Regions from separate parts of the Capsicum annuum genome. Here region 1 is linked to region 2. A link is a contact called in public Hi-C data. All regions are on one chromosome and are shown on one strand. Each heading gives the region's core, a stretch centred on a gene start, on an enhancer-like site or on the middle of the called end of the contact. The rest is flanking DNA. Distances are from core to core; before and after follow the strand shown.

Evidence for each region. Hi-C and Micro-C count contacts between places; a contact is called where the count stands out from the background.
Region 1: a contact with region 2 is called in a Hi-C map of leaf, with 3 times the contacts expected there. The contact joins the promoter of LOC107850365 here to the enhancer-like site in region 2. A contact is called at or near these places in 3 of 5 Hi-C or Micro-C datasets (leaf and placenta).

Annotation. Positions count from the first base shown.
Region 1 is chr12:189,162,082-189,169,103 of UCD10Xv1.1, forward strand. It overlaps LOC107850365 (protein GIGANTEA), which reads left to right and starts at 2,260. Exons shown (of 15, transcript XM_016694845.2): 1 at 2,260-2,446; 2 at 3,609-3,701; 3 at 5,240-5,311; 4 at 5,417-5,471; 5 at 5,581-5,723; 6 at 5,851-6,119. The coding sequence starts at 3,615.
Region 2 is chr12:189,032,342-189,038,709 of UCD10Xv1.1, forward strand. No RefSeq gene overlaps it. Among protein-coding and RNA genes, the nearest start is that of LOC107850365, 130 kb to the right of the region's middle. Within about 2 kb of position 2,975, at least 5 of the 5 cell types and tissues checked have an H3K27ac peak or open chromatin away from gene starts, as enhancers often do. A contact at or near this core is called in leaf, where this site is marked.

The DNA.
Region 1 (7,022 bases), core at 1,010-3,509, 130 kb after region 2:
GAATAGCAAGTGGCATTCCTGTAGCAAATAAAATTGTCCACCTGCTTTCAACCTATTGTTCAAACTTTTAGCTACATCCTCGAATGATAAAATTTCCCACAAAAATTTCTTATATCGACTACTTTTCATCAAATCAAAATGGAGTCGTGGTATAACAATAGTATCAATATTCGATAAAATAAAATAATAAAGGAAATACAGAATTGCAAACTTCTCTGCATCCTCATCATTGTTCTTCCCCCAAACTTTGTCCGAGACTGCTCTAAACAAGTATCTTTTTTGTATACAATTGGAACCATTGAAATACTGCTCAACAATCCTATTTGGTACCTCCTCGTCAAAAATGAAGTCGTACTTATTACCAACACAATTCAACCTAGTAATAATAGCAAATTCTCTAGGAGTGAAACATAGAGAAGTGTCATTAGCCCGAATAACTATTGCAGTAGTAGAACTTCCCTTTGTCTCGAGGGACATAACACATCTGCATTTATGTGCTTGAACTACACAGTGTTTCTTCCTAATGAAATAACGAAAAATTTTACTGTCACAAAAATATTTGTACTGCTCCCTGATTAATATTGTCTGTAAACTTCCCTCAATATCATTATCACTATGGCAGCACATACGTGGTGCCAATCTTGAAAGTTTTTTTGCCATGAATATTTCATCACACGGAACCTATACAACAAAAAATTATACCTTATTACACTGTAAAAAACAACAAACACAATCAACACATCACAAAAATACATATAAATATACATATGTATATTGAATAGAACAAAAATACAAAACCATCACTACAGATAAATACATATGAAATTAGATATGTATGTATAAAAATACAAATGTTTTCATATACATTAAATGTATATTGAACTGAACAAAAATATAAATGAGAGCGCATATGTATATATAAAAATACAAAATACTTTCATGTACCTTAAATGTATATTTAGTCAGTCAATTTGTATATATGCCAAGCCTATATATACAGTATTGAAAAAATATTTGAAAATGTATTTGTATTTCAAAAAAATACAAATACATCAATAACCCCAACTGAATGTTTAAACAAATAGAATATCCAAATGTATATTTCAACATTTCAATATACTGAAAATACATAACAATTATATATAAATATATTTTTTACACATGTAAATTAGCATATGTATTTAACATACAAATACAAATGAATACATATTACCCCACAATGTTTATTTAAACTATCAACTTCACCAAAATACATATCAATAAATACATATTAGCTTCACCAAAATATATATTAACCCAAAATGATATCAGTTTTACTGAAATCCCTAAATACATATCAATAAATAAAAATATCTCTTCTTCCTCAACCTCTTTCGACTCATGACCAGAAGAGTTTTTACCATCATCATTTACAATATTGCTTGACTCTGCAATTTCTTTTGCTTTCCCTTTCTTCTAATATTTTTATAATTTTATGGCTTTGGGAGAAGAAGTTTTTTTCAATAATTTTTTTTAAATATCAGTCATCTTCGTTGGATCGTTACGAAACTTGAATCTAAGCTCCTTCGTACTCACTGATTTCTTCGACTGTATAGGAGTAGAAAAAACTTTAAATATTTCGTCTTGAGTTAATACAAGACTAAATGATGGCGCATTATCAGATAACAAATTAATAGGTAGTATCCCTCATTTATTCGTATTTTTGATGTGTGTTCTACCATTAGAGTATAAAAACCTCAAACTCGAAGTTGTTAATGATTTACGGTGCAAAATATAAAAAATAAAAAATTATGAAATAGATAACATGCAATAATTGAATTTATTAGTTACCTGAAATTGTGGAACGCTATCCTTTTCAAGTTATGAAAAAAAATGAGAAAAGAAAACGTTTGAAAGAGAAATCTGAGAGATTTCAAATAATAAAAGATAAAGTAATTTTTAATTAAAGGAAAAAGAAAAAGAAGTGGCGTGAAAAAGACAACCTTATATACGGTAACTTTTAACCGGCGATAAATGAGAGACCCCATTTAAAAAAATATTATTTTTATTACAATATAATTTTATAAAAATATTGCTATTTTTCATAATTTAAGTCTTAAAATGCTATTTGCTTTAGCCAAATATCAAACCAAATATAAATGGATTCGGATCATTTCTAACCAAACCATGAAGACCCATACGGTAAAAATCTGATGCGTAGTCCACTTGGTCGCCACATGGGCACTTTAAGATCTGAGGAAAATATCATCGCCACGTTTGCATTCCCAAACACAGAGTTAAAGATCTTGTTTCTGCTCCATATCTTTTTCTCTTTTTAAAACCTCTGTCCTCCTCGTATTATTCTTCTCCAAAATCTTTTTCCTTAAAAAAAATAAATACTCTTCAATTAATCTCACTCAAAATCTATTACCAGATTTACACACAGTTTTCAGAATTCCCATCTACGGTAATTTCCTAAAAAATGAAAAATCTTTTTCCCGTTTCTTCAAATAAATTTTCTGTAATAATTTTTTTCTTCTTAATTTTGCTTTAATTTTAGAAAAAAAATTATGCCCATACTCCTATGTTTATTTGTGCTTATGTTTGTTGAGCTGTATTTTTTTGGTAAGGTTAAGAACTTTTAAAAATTGATAATCAGTTTTATTTTTCTATTTTCGAAGTGCTTTTTTTTTTTTTCAGGAATAAGAAACAGTAAATAATTGGATAATTAGCTGCACTTCTAATTTTACTTGATAATACTCTTTTTAAGGTTAATTTTGGATTTTTTTTTAATGATAATCAGTTTTATTTTACTATTTTTCTAAGTTTTTTTTGTTTCTTTTAGTAAAAAAAGGTATAAAATCGGAGAATTGGCTGCACTTCTAATTTACTTGATGATCCCTTTTTTTAAAAATTGATAATCATTTTTATTTTACTATTTTCGAAGTTTTTTTTTTATTTTAAAAAAAGTATATAATTGGAGAATTAGTTGCACTTCTAATTTGCTTGATAATACTTTGTTATTTATTTATTTTTGAATAATTTGTGCAAGTGATAATTTTCTAAATGAACTGCAAACGTTTTTTCTGTTTATGAGAAAAAAATGAAGAAAAGTTATTTTTTGTTAACCCTTTTTATTTATAGTTTTCAAAAGGTACTAATTTCGTTGTGCATATTTTTAACAGTTTGAATTTATTTATTTATTTATTTTGTGTGTAGGATCAGGGGGTATATTACTATTGTCTTCTTATTTTTAAATAGCGAAATTTGGTGTGTTATCATTGTTATATTACTGTTAAAATAGTGAAATTTACAACCGCCATAAGCTGGTTATAGCTTGGAACTCTAAGGTGATTTTTCTTGATAAGGGAACGGGACAATCCTCGGATTGGGATCCAAACTAAGTTGCAGGGACTCTTCATTTTTGATGCTGCACCTGGATTCTCCAAAAATATGCTACTTTTGGAGAATCCGACACAACACTCACGTTGATATTTTTGAAGAGTCCGAGCAACGTAGGATTCAAATGTGTTGAATTACAGTATTTTGATCCTTGAATGGTAGAGGTTGTAGTGGTGTTGATGGTCAGTAGTTTCTCATATCAATAAAATTCTTGGATTGTCAAACAGTTATATATGGCTTCTGCAAGCGAAAGGTGGATTGATGGTCTTCATTTCTCCTCATTATTTTGGCCTCCTCCACAAGATGCACAGCAGCGGAAGGTGTGCGCTCATCTGCTTCACTACAATATCTTTGTATATTTTTATTTTTTTTTGGGTTTGTTAGGGATATTTTAAACTAGCTATTGTGACCTTTTGCGCTAGCAAAAGAACAAAAAAGAGTGGCCTCTGGCTTATTAAGAAGCATATAAACAACGTACTAAGCAGAAGTAAGAGTTCCGCCTTCTAGGGAGTAATAAAGATAAAATGACTCTGATCTTTCCTTCTATGAAGTTGGATGTGAGCCTATTGCCTACTGATCTTACTCAAAAAGTCAATGGGAGTAAACTCATCAATAGCAGCAGACCTAGAGGAAGAAATCCTTGCTCCTCAGGCTAAGGTGCTAACTTTGCCGTGGAAAAAGTAATGAGAGGAAAGCCTTGACCTTTCGACTTTTCTTTTCCTTTCCTGTGAACGTGTGGCTATCATCAGTACTCTGTGAAGAGATGCTCACTCCTTAAGAACTTGGATATAATATGGATAACAAAGTAAAAAAGATAAGCACTTCTTCTACGGAAATTTGGAAAAAATATCATCTCGGCTAATACTAAGTTGCTGAACTCTCATATTTGTTTGGATATTTTGATAATTGAAGAAAACGTATGATTAGGAAGAAGGGTATACAAAGGAGGAATACAATGTTGCCGAACCTGTAACGTACTGTTGCATGTGACAAAAAAGACCCTCCAATCTAATTAAAGATAGATTGAGGGAATATCATGTAAAACGCCTATTGGTTTGCTCCATTATAGAAGATGGACAGATTATTTTCCCCAAACATGTTTTTTTTTTTTAAACAAATGGCTCTCAGAATGTTGAGGTTTTACTCTATCCATAGACCACACCACAACTAACGGACCATGCAGCCAAATAATAACACTCTGAATGTGATTAGAACCCAAATGTTTAACAATCACAAACTAATGAGGTATAGATAAAGTTACAATAGACTCCTCAAACTGTACAAATAATCTTTGCTGCAACTCTCATCCGAAAAAACTTGCACTTAGTGCTACTATTTGGATTTATCATTTTGAAAGACCTTCTTAGTTGAATTTATAATAAACGTTATCTCTTGTTCCAACACCAAGTAAATGCCTGGATACTTGGTGGAAACTTTATCTAAAGGGATTCTCTCCAAAGGTGGTGACAGAATTTGGTTATAAGATTTGAACTGTTAAGAATGTCGATATGTCGATGATATTGAGAAGGTTTTGCATGTGAAACTTTTTCCTGGAGTTGGAGACAATGACGATATATAACCTAAGAGCTTGGGGTAACATTTACTTTTTTATAATTAAAGCCCATGAAGAAAAGGAATCTGAGAGAAAGAGTTACTTTTCTGGTGCTTAAGTGATGCAGTGGGAATATAATAAGTCCAATGCTATTTGTCTTGACTTGGATGGGTTGAATTAGTCTCACTGCATTATCATCTTGAATCTTTGATGTCTGAAAGACTTCTTGCTTTATTTGCTTATTTTCTACAGATTACATTTTGTATTTTCACTCATGACAAACCTTCTTTTATATTCTCTTTATAGGCTCAAATTACTGCGTACGTTAAGTACTTTGGCCAGTTCACATCAGAACAATTTCCTGAAGATATAGCCGAGGTATTCAGTAAACTCTGTAACTATCTCTGTTTATAGTTTTTCTATATCTGCACTAAGTTTTGTCATTCTTCCCCCTAAACTAACTGCATGTGTTACAATTGGCAGCTCATACGGAACTGGTATCCATCAAAGGAGAACCGACTTTTTGATGATGTTTTAGGTATTATTATTTTTCTCACTTATTATTTAGCATTTATAGTATTACTTCCCACCTACTTGTGATGCTTGATGAGTTGTTTCTATTTTTTGTTGTTTGTTACAATTGCCAGCGACTTTTGTTCTTCATCACCCGGAGCATGGGCATGCTGTAGTTCATCCAATTATTTCATGCATCATTGATGGTACACTGGCGTATGATAAAAGTAGTCCACCTTTTGCTTCTTTTATATCATTGGTTTGCTCAAGCAGTGAGGTATTCTGATTCTTTAACCATTAATTTAACTAATCTTATCATGCTTTTTTACTCTATGATTTGTTTAAAGCGCAGCTTGAATATGATCCGAGTGTCCCTACTAATTATTAACCCTTAAACACAGAAGGAATATTCTGAACAATGGGCTCTTGCATGTGGAGAGATTTTACGAATCCTAACACACTACAACCGCCCGATTTTTAAAGTTGATCGTCAGGACAGCGGAGCAGATAGAAGCACCAGTGGAAGCCACACTTCAACAAGTGAATCTGCCTGTAGTGAACCTGGTGTGCCTTCTATACAACATGAGAGAAAACCCCTGAGACCATTGTCTCCATGGATCACTGATATATTGCTTGCTGCACCACTAGGGATTAGAAGCGATTACTTCCGTTGGTAAGCATCTCTCAATGTTTCTTATGGGTTAGATGTTCCATTACACTTCAAACTTCATCAGGATTGCAACAAAAATTCATTAGCATTAGTTGATAGGAATATTCTGTATCCGCATTTCTTGTACTTCAGGCTTTCTGAACAGTGGGCGTTTGCATCTGGTTGTCTTTGTTTTAGCGCGCTGTCCATTGATTACTTTAAAGAGTTTCTGGACAATGTTGGTTTTGGTTAAGTTAGGAATAAGACGAATTTTTGAAAGTGCAATTCACTTCAACTATGTTTTTTAACTCTATTCTGGCAATGCAAAATTGTTCTTTATTTTTTGATTCCTTTCGACGAAGCTTCGCAATTTGATCATTCTTGTCTTCTGCTGTTTTGTTGTCTTTCTTATATATGCTTGGGCTTGAGGCCATATTCCCTGTGGCCTATGTTGCTCGGACTCTTCAAAAATATCATCGGGCATGTGTCGGATCCTTCAAAAGTAGTGCTGGTTGGAGAATCCGACACGTGTGCGGCAACATTGTTGGAGAGTCCGAGCAACTTAGCCTGTGGCTGGTATGCAATGTCAATCAGGCTCTTTCAGTATTTTTAGCTATTACCATTTAGTGGGGACGTGTTTTGAAATGTACCTTGTGCTCAGTTATGTACTGTTAACCTACATTGCCCCTTAAAAGACCACTTAGAATCTATGTTTACCTTTGTTTGTTGTTTCTTCTCCTGTTTCATCATGTATGGTTCCTTTTCGATAGACATACCACATTGGTTGATGCTGGTCTGTGCATAGATTCAAGTTCCTCAATGGAAGGCATGCTTGCCAATGCTTTTCCTGTTATGAATAACCTTCATAAATACTTGTATTCATTCCTTGTGCATGGCTCATTAAACTACAACAACGACATCATCAAA
Region 2 (6,368 bases), core at 1,725-4,224:
TGTTTTTTTATATATTTGCATTAAATAGAAAGGCATGGAGGTCATAATTGATAGAAGGTTTTTGATTTATGAATCATGTTTTTCTAATTTCATAACTTTTATGTGCAATTAGTTTTAATATTGTTGCATGCCTGTAGTCAGGGACAGAGTTACACTTAGAATAGGGGGTTCATCCAAACTCCCATTGACGAAAAATTATACGAAAAATTATACTATATATACGTGGTTATAATTATTTTTATATAGAGAGAGTAGATGTCGAACCCCTTTAGTTAGTTCGTATATTCACTTGTGAAACCCTTTGGTGAAAATCTTGACTCTGCCACTGCCTGTAGTATATTTATTTTCAAAAATTTGTGATTCTTTCTTTTTATAGATGCATTAGATAGGAGAGTATGAAGGTCACGGATTAAAGTAGAAGGTTAATTTTTTTGGTATCTTTATTATCGTATTGTTTTATTTTAATTTACAGGTAGAAGATGAATATCGGTCGGCTTTGAAGAAGTTTTTTAGGTAAATGTTAGGTTTAACTATAATGTTTTAATATCTCTATTAGTATATTGTTTTGTGATAATTTATAGGCCGTAGATGATAGTTTACAAGTCGTAGATGAATGTTGATCAACTTTGAAATTTTTTTGTGTACAGGTTAGGTTTAATTGTATTATTTTGATATCTCTTTATCGTATTGTTTTTTTATAGTTTACAGGTGGTAGATAAATGTCGACTGACTTTGAAAAAATTTTTAAGATAAGAATTAGATTTAATTGTATTTTTTTTAATAACTCTGATTTGAGAATTTTTTTTGTATAAAGGTTAGGTTTAAATGTATTTTTTGATATCTCTATTATCTATCATATTATTTTGTTGTAGTTTACAGGTGATAGATGAATGTCTTTCGGCTTTGAGAAATTTTTTGTATAAAAGTTAGATTTAATTATATTATTTTTATATCTCTATCATCGTGTTATTTTGTTGTAGTTTACAATGTCGATCGTTTTTTATAATTTTTGGATAAAAGTTAGGTTTAATTAAATAAATTCTCCATCTTTACATATTCAAAAAATGTTGAATTTAATTATTGTACTACGTCTTTATCAATTTAAATAAATATCATATTTAATGTATATTTAAATTCATTAAAGTGAGATTTTGCGCGTACACCTAAACTAGTCACTTAAAATGAGCTGTATTACTTAAAATGACCTTATGACAATTTTCTTTCATGTTCTATTCTTTTTTAGTAGTTATTTTTTAAAAGAAAATCCCTTTATTTTTTTTGTTTTTTGTTTTGTTGAGTTTCTCTTTTTTTTTTTAAAAAAAAAAAACAACTTTTTTCGCTTTTTGGTTCAAATTTTTTTCGTATAATTTTTTTCATGTATCAATATTGTATAACTGGTATATAAACATGCATATATAATGTACAAATAGATATGCAGTGTATATGTGTTGTATCGATATTGCATAAATAGTTATATAATGTATATGCAATGTATCGTTATTGCATAAATAATATATAAACATGTATCGATATTGTATAAATTATGTATAAATATGTATATATGATGTACAAATAGTTATGTAGTGTATATGCAATATATCGATATTATATAAATGTGTATAAACATGTATCGATATTGTATAAATAGCTATATAATATATCGACATTATGTAAATGATGTACAAGTGTGTACCAATATTGTATAAAAAGTATATGTACGTGTTTCAATATTGTATAAATAGATATGTAATGTATTAACATTGTATGAGTGTTGTATAATCATGTGTCAATATTATATAAACTATTATGTAATGTACTGATATCGATATTTATTTGATTATAAAAATATAAATAATAAAGTAATATAAATATTTATTTTTTCCACAAAAAGGTGAAATAACTAAAAAAGAAAAAATGTTTGAAAAAGAATAACTAAAAAATTTAAACAGCAATATATTTTTTGTTTAATAGCAATGCCCAAAAACAAAACAATTTAAAAGTTTTTTAAAATCTTAAAAAAAAGGTGGGGTGAGGAGGGGAGGGGGCGCAAATGGCTATGACAAAATGGCTGCCGTTGCCAGTAATTCGTACCGAGTGGCCAATTTGGGTAAGAAACATGACTGCTTGGCCATTTTCACTTTTTCAGTTGGAAAAAAAGTGAATATTTTTTGTATAAATAATTCATCTCATTATATATATTGCATAATTTTTTCTAAAATTAAAGTATTAAATTGGCAAAATTACAAATACTATAACGCTGCTATCAATCTATATCCGAAGTTAAAAAAATGAAAAAGGTACAAATATATTCTCAAACTTTAATAAATAGTATAAATAATACCCTTCATCATATTTTGTACAAATATACCATTGCCTGAAAAGATACAAATATATCTTTATCACTAACGACAGAACACTTGTCATGTCCATATTCGTGGGGCCTTTTTAATTTATTTTAACCCTAATTAATTAAAACAAATCCTAATTAAATCCATACTTAGACATAATTTAGCCAATCCGACCCGACCCGTTCTATTACAGAAGCTTCATGAGATGCGTCTGTATCTCCAAACACAATACAACAGCGTCTCTTTCACTCTCTCAAACCCTAACAAAAAATCCTCATTGTTGCTTTCATTTAATCGTTTCTTCTCCAAACACAATACACTATTCTATATCTAAAACTTCTTAAAACTGTCTTCAAAGATCAAAATTTTACCAACTAAAATACAGTAAGCAAGAAACAGGATGCAGATAGAAAATATAAAACCAAAAAAAAAAAAAAGATTATCTTTTGATGGTTTTAAGGATGAGAAAAATGATTGTTTTCCGGCAAGAGAATATTTTATCTGTGATTCCTTGATCATCTCTTCAAGAGAGGCTACTGTCAACTCGAGACATGAGTTTCGGCTTTGTGGAAAGCAAGAATGAGGATTTTTCGTTAGGGTGTTTTGAGAGAGTGAGAGAGACGCGTCTGTATTATGTTTGGAGATATAGATGCGTGTCATGAAGCTTCTCTAACGGATCGGGTCGGGTAAATTAGGTCCAAGTATGAATTTAATTACGATTTGTTTTAATTAAATGAGGTTAAAATAAATAGAAAAAAGGTCCAACAAATACGGACGTGAAATTGTCTCGCTGTTAGTGATAATTGTATATTTATATCTTTTCATTAACGATAAAAATATATTTGTATTCAAAATATAACGAAGAATATATTTATAATATTTATTAAAGTTTGGAGGTATATTTGTACCTTTTACCTTAAAAAAAATTGCAACTTACCTGCATCGGAAACAACTTCGGACATACGTCGTGCGTGATTGAAGTTGCAGAAATAGTACTGTTTTGATCAACTTACACCCACTTTAATTAATTTTATGAAATATATGACACCTTTTAATAGCAATAAATATCATGTAACTCTTTCCATCAAAACTAAACAAATGATAAGAAATTACCTGCTATTTATCTCTATTAATAGTGGGTCCCACATTCTCGCATCGTAAAGCTGTTGTCTGTGGTCGTTCCTGTGCTATATGGATCACTGTAGCATAACAGCCGTTAGTCTTCTGTACATTACAAGGGTCCCCATAGCGCCCAAATATCATGTAGTTAATATTACAAAATGTTAAATAAAAAATAGGGAAAAAGTATCATTTTCACCTTAAACCATATGCGAAAAGTCTAACTCACACCTAAATTATACTAGTGACCTATTACATACCTTAACTATAAAAAAGTGATATTATTACCTCCCCGCAATCCCCATTCTAAGGCGCGTGTGTTACACTTATTTTAGGCGCATCTAGCCTATTAAATAACAAAAGTAAACGACTAAAAACATTAAGGAAAAAGTCATCGTTTCCACCCCAAACTATAGTTGAAAAGTCGAATCCACACCTAAACTATATAAGTGACCTATTACACATCTTAACTATAAAAAAGTGATACTTTTTACTAACCTATTACATATCTTAACTATAAAAAAGTGATACTTTTTACTAACGTGGTGCTAACGTCGCAGCGCGTGTAAAACACTACACCACATGCAAGTGGTGGTAGCCTGACAGGATGTAAATGGTTTCACTTTTTTATAGTTTAGGTGTGTAATAGGTCACTAGTATAGTTTAGATGTGGCTTGAACTTTTCGGGTATAGTTTAAGGTGGAAACAATGCTTTTTCCCATAAGAAAATATAAAAAATTGTCCATTATTTATCTTTATGTAATCTTTTTTTTTTTCCTTACATCATTTAGGTTTTGGACTCTTTTAACATAAACTAAAAATATACTAATAGTTGGTGTTTGAAAACCCTTCACTTCAGATATTTTCCCCACCAAATATAATATGATTGAATCACTTTTCCCATTGTTTCATTCTCCAACCGTCCGAAATTTTTTTGATTGGTTTTCTTGAATTTGATTCCACTACTAAGGTAAAGGATAATTTAACAAATAAATTACCTCCACGTATATGGATATTAGGTTGCCACGATATTATAGGTTATACTTTAATTAATACTACATTAATTTTAATCTCTACTTTTGTAATCAATCGGTACCGACCTTTATTGATGTTTACTTTAAAGTTTGTTGCGTAATAGAATTGTCTTCGTCATGGAAGTTTCCTTGTTCCATACTTCTAGATTATTCCATTGATATTTAGATGAATTAATGGTATTTTAATTTCTGATCAAATCTAGTTTTGATCTTCTACTCTGTTTCATATTAGTTGATAATACTATTAGAAATATTTATTCTAAATACTTTTTGTCCAAACACAATTTTTTGTAATAATAATAATGATAAATAAATAAATAAATAGGGATTCAGTGCACGTTATTAACGTACGGATCCATTGGTAGGATAGCACGAATTCCAATGAAGAAGGCCATGGAAGCTCAGGAAAACGCAAAGAAACTGTAGTCGCAGCTGAGAGCAAAAGGAAATCTAGGGAAACAGGGGTGTGTAGAGGGAGTACGAGGGAAATCTCTGATATCAGATCTGCGAGATGAATAAGACTTGCCAAGTATGGGTATGGAAGCTGCAATTGACCTTAGGAAAATTGTGTTACCATCGCAAATTGAGTTAAAAGCAGCAATTGCAGTGGGTGGCAATAGCACAATGTGTTCGGAGCGAAAGAAAACAGGGACCTCCAAAAGGGGTAATCAAAGTCATTGTTTGATCCTAGAAGAATGGGAAGATACTAAGGGGGGAAGAGGAAGTCATGGGCAGACGAAGTGGACATAGAGGATGAACTGAAGAAGAAGAAGAAGAACAAAAAAAAAAAAGACATCTGTTTGGGATAAGTTTGATATATCTAAGGTATCAAATGCTGGATTCAAACTTGAATTTGTCTCACCAACTGTTCAAGGTGATGCAGTAATATGTGAAATTGACCGCGAGGACATTTCTTTAGAAATTGATTACTGGAGGTACATCGTGGTTTGCTATGTGTTAGGGGCACATCCTTCCTTTTCAATATTGAATGGCTATATACAACGACAGTGGGGAAAGTATGGGATTAAGAATGTTTGATATTGAAAAATAGTATAGTCCTTGTGAGATTTGACTCTCAAGAAGGGTAGAATAATGTTCTTCAAGGAGGGATTTATCATTTTGACAATAAACCATTTATTGTCAAGGCGTGGCATGAGGACATGGATTTCTCTCGTGAGGAATTATACGCAGTACCTATTTGGGTGAAGTTGCCAAGGCTAGATTTTAGGTATTGGGGACCAAAGGGATTGAGCAAGATAGGTGGCCTTATTGGGAAACCTTTGATGGTTGACAGGAACACGAAAAAGAAGATAGGTTTAAATTTTATAAGGCTACTCATTGAGATGGAAGTGGACTCAGTACTACCAGATAAGGTGTATTTTAGGAATGGAAGAGGTATTCTCATTGAGCAGAAAATAATGTATGATTAGAAACCAGTCATATGCATAAATTGCCTCAAATATGGTCATTCTAAATGTTGATGTAGGAAGAAACAACAAAAGAAGAAGGGACCTGTAAGACCCCGTAGAATTCTAAGCTTAGCTCAGTCCGTTAAAGCTTGATAAGGGGTCCCTAATTTAGAAAAGTTCAGCTAAATATTAGGATAAGTTTATGTAAAAATAGTGGCTCACCGCGATTAGGCCGCGTCACGGTGAGTATCGTGATGAGCCCTCTATCGCATCGCGTTGAAGGCTATTTCGGCATTTGTCAAATTCCAGTAGCTCATCGCAATCACCCCGCATCGCGGTAAGGCTCAAATTGATAATTATCGCAAACCAGTGAGTCATCGCGATTCCACCACGCCGCGGTGGATATAGCGATGAACCAGTCACCGTGTCACGGTGAGGCTTTCATCTGCATTCCAGTT